2 separate regions of the Pan troglodytes genome follow, and region 1 is linked to region 2. The links are chromatin contacts, called in public Hi-C maps. All regions are on one chromosome and are shown on one strand. The core of a region is the stretch at or near the end of the contact, and the rest is flanking DNA. Distances in the headings are between cores, read along the strand shown.

What was found. Hi-C and Micro-C count contacts between places; a contact is called where the count stands out from the background.
Region 1: a Hi-C map of stem cell-derived neural progenitor cells shows a contact between it and region 2, with 5 times the contacts expected there. The contact joins the promoter of CDKN1B here to the enhancer-like site in region 2. A contact is called at or near these places in 1 of 7 Hi-C or Micro-C datasets (stem cell-derived neural progenitor cells) and 1 of 1 datasets of contacts at active chromatin or transcription factors (stem cell-derived excitatory neurons).

Annotation. Positions count from the first base shown.
Region 1 is chr10:19,865,967-19,869,599 of NHGRI_mPanTro3-v2.0_pri, forward strand. It overlaps CDKN1B (cyclin dependent kinase inhibitor 1B), which reads left to right and starts at 1,302. Exons shown (of 3, transcript XM_522347.7): 1 at 1,302-2,885; 2 at 3,396-3,525. The coding sequence starts at 2,411. The coding sequence ends at 3,517.
Region 2 is chr10:19,387,896-19,391,269 of NHGRI_mPanTro3-v2.0_pri, forward strand. All of the region lies in intron 2 of LRP6 (LDL receptor related protein 6), which reads right to left. Among named protein-coding and RNA genes, the nearest start is that of LRP6, 26 kb to the right of the region's middle. Within about 2 kb of position 1,401, at least 6 of the 24 cell types and tissues checked have an H3K27ac peak or open chromatin away from gene starts, as enhancers often do. A contact at or near this core is called in stem cell-derived neural progenitor cells, where this site is marked.

The sequences.
Region 1 (3,633 bases), core at 52-2,551, 480 kb after region 2:
CCCCCTTTACTGTTCTCTGGGTATCAACCCCTGTCCTTCAATTTTAGTTGAACTAGTGGATGGTGATACCACAGGCTCAAGACAGCTGCATTTAAATATCAGTGACCACAGGCCACATCAAGGAAACATCTGCAGGCAACCCAGGGCCTGGGAAGGAGCCATTTTCAGTCACTTGTAAGACAGCAGGACCTGCAGACTACAGCACAATCAAACTCAGACAAAACCCTGAACCAGTGAGAACCATTAGGAAGGAAAGGAACAGAAAATGAACCAACCTGAGTGTTAGGAGACTTGCATCTAGTCCTGCCTCCGGTACCAACCGAATGCATGTCCCTGGACAGGAAACCTCTCTGAGTCTCGATTTCCTCCGTGGTAAAAAGGAGAGGGTTAAACCACAGGGTCCCGAGGGTCCCTTCCAGCTGTCACATTCTGGAGCGTATGAGATGAGGTAGGCACACAAAGTGGACAAGATGTGGCTAAGAAAACAAGCTACACATCAAGCTCATCTGTAGCATAGGTGCTTAAGAAAACTTTGCTGCTGTGTAATATTAGAACGGAAGGTTGGTTTCCAGTAAAATGCATTAACTTTGGCTCAAACCAAGATGATGGGTACCGGGCATGGGGGTGGGGAGGCAGTTGAAGATCCACTGAGCTTTGTCTCAGGGCAGCCCTGCTCATCGTCCTACTTTATCTTCCACCACGGTGCTCAAGCCCACACTGAGAGAGAAATTTCCAGCTGCAAAAGGGAGAAGAGAAACGCTGGAATACTAGTATCGGATGTTAGGACATGGTTGTGGTGTTTTAAAAATCATTTCATCATCTGGAGTTTGACCCCGAGGGGAGTATTTTCACCCTTCAGCCCTCTGAAAGCATTCACTAGCATCTGAATATTGTTCTGAGTTTGTTGGAGCAGTGAAGTCTGGTGAGAGAGAAGGGTGGAGGAAGGAAGGAGCTGTTGTATTTGGCGGCTGGACTCAGGTAGAGGAAACTGCTACAATCCCGGGAAAGAACAGAAAAGTAGAAAGGGACGAGTTCCCACACGCAGCCAATGTCCATGGCCTTAACTGTGCTTGGGAAGGAAGATCCTGGGCCAGGGGTGTACCCTTGTTTTTCAAAACTAAACGTGTCTGAGACAGCTACAAAGTTTATTAAGGGACTTGAGAGACTAGAGGTTTTTTTTTTTTTTAATCTTGAGTTCCTTTCTTATTTTCATTGAGGGAGAGCTTGAGTTCATGATAAGTGCCGCGTCTACTCCTGGCTAATTTCTAAAAGAAAGACGTTCGCCTTGGCTTCTTCCCTAGGCCCCCAGCCTCCGCAGGGATGGCAGAAACTTCTGGGTTAAGGCTGAGCGAACCATCGCCCACTGCCTCCACCAGCCCCCAGCAAAGGCACGCCGGCGGGGGGGCGCCCAGCCCCCCCAGCAAACGCTCCGCGGCCTCCCCCGCAGACCACGAGGTGGGGGCCACTGGGGAGGGCCGAGCTGGGGGCAGCTCGCCACCCCGGCTCCCAGCGAGCTGCCGGCGACCTTCGCGGTCCTCTGGTCCAGGTCCCGGCTTCCCGGGCGAGGAGCGGGAGGGAGGTCGGGGCTTAGGCGCCGCTGCGAACCCGCCAGCGCAGCGCCGGGCCCCGAACCCCAGGCCCCGCCCCAGGTTCCCGGCCGTTTGGCTAGTTTGTTTGTCTTAATTTTAATTTCTCCGAGGCCAGCCAGAGCAGGTTTGTTGGCAGCAGTACCCCTCCAGCAGTCACGCGACCAGCCAATCTCCCGGCGGCGCTCGGGGAGGCGGCGCGCTCGGGAACGAGGGGAGGTGGCGGAACCGCGCCGGGGCCACCTTAAGGCCGCGCTCGCCAGCCTCGGCGGGGCGGCTCCCGCCGCCGCAACCAATGGATCTCCTCCTCTGTTTAAATAGACTCGCCGTGTCAATCATTTTCTTCTTCGTCAGCCTCCCTTCCACCGCCATATTGGGCCACTAAAAAAAGGGGGCTCGTCTTTTCGGGGTGTTTTTCTCCCCCTCCCCTGTCCCCGCTTGCTCACGGCTCTGCGACTCCGACGCCGGCAAGGTTTGGAGAGCGGCTGGGTTCGCGGGACCCGCGGGCTTGCACCCGCCCAGACTTGGACGGGCTTTGCCACCCTCTCCGCTTGCCTGGTCCCCTCCCCTCTCCACCCTCCCGCTCGCCAGTCCATTTGATCAGCGGAGACTCGGCGGCCGGGCCGGGGCTTCCCCGCAGCCCCTGCGCGCTCCTAGAGCTCGGGCCGTGGCTCGTCGGGGTCTGTGTCTTTTGGCTCCGAGGGCAGTCGCTGGGCTTCCGAGAGGGGTTCGGGCTGCGTAGGGGCGCTTTGTTTTGTTCGGTTTTGTTTTGTTTTGTTTTTTTGAGAGTGCGAGAGAGGCGGTCGTGCAGACCCGGGAGAAAGATGTCAAACGTGCGAGTGTCTAACGGGAGCCCTAGCCTGGAGCGGATGGACGCCAGGCAGGCGGAGCACCCCAAGCCCTCGGCCTGCAGGAACCTCTTCGGCCCGGTGGACCACGAAGAGTTAACCCGGGACTTGGAGAAGCACTGCAGAGACATGGAAGAGGCGAGCCAGCGCAAGTGGAATTTCGATTTTCAGAATCACAAACCCCTAGAGGGCAAGTACGAGTGGCAAGAGGTGGAGAAGGGCAGCTTGCCCGAGTTCTACTACAGACCCCCGCGGCCCCCCAAAGGTGCCTGCAAGGTGCCGGCGCAGGAGAGCCAGGATGTCAGCGGGAGCCGCCCGGCGGCGCCTTTAATTGGGGCTCCGGCTAACTCTGAGGACACGCATTTGGTGGACCCAAAGACTGATCCGTCGGACAGCCAGACGGGGTTAGCGGAGCAATGCGCAGGAATAAGGAAGCGACCTGCAACCGACGGTAATGACCCTTTCCCAACCATAGAATGTGTTTGGGGCCCCGCTTTGCCTGCTGGAGGGTGTTAACCGTAGCTTGTTTTTCGGCGTATTCTGATTTAGCTTTGGGAGAGCTAACTTTATTGGTCTTAGGTGTTCAGTGCTACCTGGCCCACTGCTTGTCTGTTTGTGACTTTTAAGTCAGAAACTGGAGATGGTAAGATCCGATAATTTCCCTAACTTAATACATCTTGGTTCCTCTCACTAGCAACTCCTAGGTATGTGACAAAGTTGGGATGTTTATCAACGGTCCGCCTCCTGGCTAGGGAGAGAGCTCTGGGGCGGAGAATGCACTTTCTGTTTTTTGAAAACAACCTCATTTTGTGCCCTTAAAAGCCACTGGGGATGACGGATCCAGGATTGTGGGTGGAGGTAGTGGGTTTTTCATCCCCTGACTATGGGGCCAACTTCTGCCAGCCATTGTTTTTTCTAATAAAGATTGTGTGTTCTTTTTAAAAATTTCCCCTGCGCTTAGATTCTTCTACTCAAAACAAAAGAGCCAACAGAACAGAAGAAAATGTTTCAGACGGTTCCCCAAATGCCGGTTCTGTGGAGCAGACGCCCAAGAAGCCTGGCCTCAGAAGACGTCAAACGTAAACAGCTCGGTGGGTTGATCACTAAAGGAGCACGCACTGGAACCCGGGGCCTTCAGACCTCACGATACCTGATCTTACTGGTTGCTGGCAAATTAAAAGCTTGTGGGGTTTTGTTTT
Region 2 (3,374 bases), core at 151-2,650:
CAAGTTTCAATCTTCTACTAAGGATGAATGAAAAGCTCAATGTTACAAGCAAAGAAAGCTTTTATTAAAAAGCAAAGCTATTAAAATACTGTGTTATGTAAAGGCATTCAGTTATACTACAACTACTCCCCTTCAAAATTCCTTCAATAAATGCTAGGAGATATGGAGCATAAAGAAGTAGACAATACAATTGAAACTTATTAATTTGAGACACGGTGATGGATATTACTTGATATGAAGAAACTAAAACTGGATGAGAGTTAAGATATTTAAAAAAAAAAAAAACCCTACATTAACATTTGAGAACACATGTACACACACACACAAAGAGACACACACCACGAGTTTGTTGTTTCTTAATTTCCAAGACCCTGATTCATATGCCATTCAAGCTAAACCCATAATCCAGATTTCCCGAAAAGATTAGTGGTTCTTCTAACACATCACTCTTATTTTTTAGATAATGATCTCAAAAAACCTCATCTCCAAACATATGTGAATCTATATAATCTGCCTAAATGTAACTGGCTACATTTTCCACTTTCCATACAAAAAGAATCTTTTTATGGCCGGGCACAGTGGCTCACGCCTGTAATGCCAGCACTTTGGGAGGCCGAGGTGGGCAGATCATGAGGTCAGGATATCGAGACCATCCTGGCTAACATGGCGAAACCCGTCTCTACTAAAAATACAAAAAATTAGCTAGGCAAAGTGGCAGGTGCCTGTAGTCCCAGCTACTCGGGAGGCTGAGGCAGGAAAACGGTGTGAACCCAGGAGGCGGAGCTTGCAGTGAGCCAAGATCGCGCCACTGCACTCCAGCCTGGGCAACAGAGTGAGACTCCATCTCAAAAATAAATAAATAAATAATAAATAAAAATACATACTTTTAAAATATAAATATCATTCAAAGCTGTTTAATATAAATTCACTTCAAATTGAATCATTAAAGTTTAACTTTATCAAAAAAATCTAAAATGATTTGGAATATGAAAGGATCCTAAACAAACGAACAAAACACCCTTAAACTTGACACAGGTCCTCAACATCACCAAGATTAGTACGGTTGCTTAGCATGGTAACTGTGGAATCAGACTGAGGGGCTCCAGCATTAGGAGCAGCCACATAGGAATCACCTCTACTCACTGTAACATAAGACAACTGTTTACTGTAACTCTGGTTGTTCATTTCTCTAACAATTTCATACACACATCTTCCCGTTGCTTAGTCTGAACTGTACACTGCTAGTCATTATTATAAGGAAAAAAAAAATCTCAGACTAATATAATAGAGGCCAAATTTAGAGAGAGGAATAAAAATCTTCCTTCAGTCTAGGCTAAATGGACTGATTACACAAAGAACTCCATACATCCGAAAGCACACAGATGTCTGCACTAGTTCCCAGGGCTCAAACAATACCAGTCATTCAATAGCTTTCCTTTTACGTAAGTTGCTATGAGAGAGCTCAATCAGCTCTTGTGAACCTCATAATCCAGGATCCTGGAACTCTGAAAAGTCTACATTTTTCCTCAGCACTGTTTTCATGTACTTTGTCTGGAACTCAAACTTCGTATTTCCCCCAAAAAATAAATCTGGAAATCATCTCTTCTGTTTGACAAATGATGTACTCTACCTATAATTACTTTTCAACTAAAACCACAATCCACGATACAAATCTAAGATCATTAACACTGAAAGATCATCTGATGAATATATTTTTCAGTGTAGGAGTTTAAAATATAATTTTAAATACGCTCTATCATTTGTACATATATCAAATGTATATATACCATTTGACCAGATTCTATTTGTTTCCAGTTGAGTCGTTTTTAAAATAACCATGACACAAAATGACTTCTCAAAATTAAAAGAAATTTTGAGAGGACTGTTAAAGCTGGGGAGGGGGGTTGAATTTACCCACTCTCTCTCCCCTACTCTCCCCTCCTCTGCCTCCCACATTAACCACACACATCAAAAATAATACAAAATATTTCACTGGGTGTTTGACCAAGCCTTTAGTCCACAGAAAGAGTTATTCTTCACTGAACCACCTTCAGAAGCTAAATAACACTACCTTCTACCTTCAAAGTAAATTGCTACTGATTCTTCCAATAATCTTTTTTATCAGCTAAGTCTTTGGTGAATTCTCACATTCAATAATGAGAAATAACAAGGATAAATTAAAGCCACAGAAACTCTAAAGTATTTTTTAATCAAATGGCAAAATTACTTCAGAAGATACTTATCAGACCTGCTACCCAGAAGTAAAGCTCATTAGTTTTGGGGAACAAAATGAAAATGATTAATTTACTCACTGAACTGTTAGATCCTGAAGAGTCAAGAGGAACTATATACATTCAGTTCCCTTTAATAATGTACTATCAGGTAATCATTAATCTCTTATAGAAATGATCAAGATCCCATTCCAAAATTTGGTAATGAAGCTCATAACAGCTCTTGTGCCCCTTCTAATTATTTTAACACTCTTCCTCTCTTCACATTCATGTTACATAATGCAAATAAACATGCTTTGAAGAAGAAAAAGTTGTCTCTCCCAAGTTTTCTGTCCTTAAACAGTAAAGATAAACCAAACCCCCTCTCTCCAACCAGAGTACAAAATGCAGAACTCTGAACATAATAACCATTTAACAGATATTTCATTAAATTTCAATCATCACCCTTACAGTGGTAAAATTGAACTTGTCAAGAAGAGGAGAAAAAAGAACTTTATCTTTTCACCACAGTATTCTTCCCTAATGACGACTACAAGCACCAAAATCCTATGTGTTCTACAAAGCAGTAACCTCAGAAACATTTCAACACCCTCTGAGCCTTACAAACTCTGTTAGCAAAACACAAACTCCATTTCTCAAAAATATCTATAAAGTTCTCAACAACCAAATTCTTTGATAACTACAGTTACATCTGAGACCTCCTCCTCAGGACATCCAATCGTTTTTCCTACGATCAGAGGCACTACAATATTTCCTGGTGCTTTAAGAGCACCATCTTGCTTCAACAAACACGTTTTAATTTCACTCTAAAAAATACATATTTGTATTTCCAGACATCTCCCTCTAAAATTTCCCTATACTACTGCCCACATTATCCTTTACAGTCAAATCAGTCTTCTCATTTTTCTACAACATGGCATCCTGTTCAACCTCTGTAACCAAATCAGGCCTGATATCAAGATAAAGAAGCACATATAAACCTTTCTTCCATTCTCCCCAAGTTCTCATTTATTATATAAAAAGAATTCACTCCTTTCTATAAGGGAAATGAGTTTTAAAGCATTCTAATACAGCTGAAAGCTAAAGAAAACAAAGTATTAAAATAGTACAGGTTATTTATCTTTGGATTTTAACCAAATATTA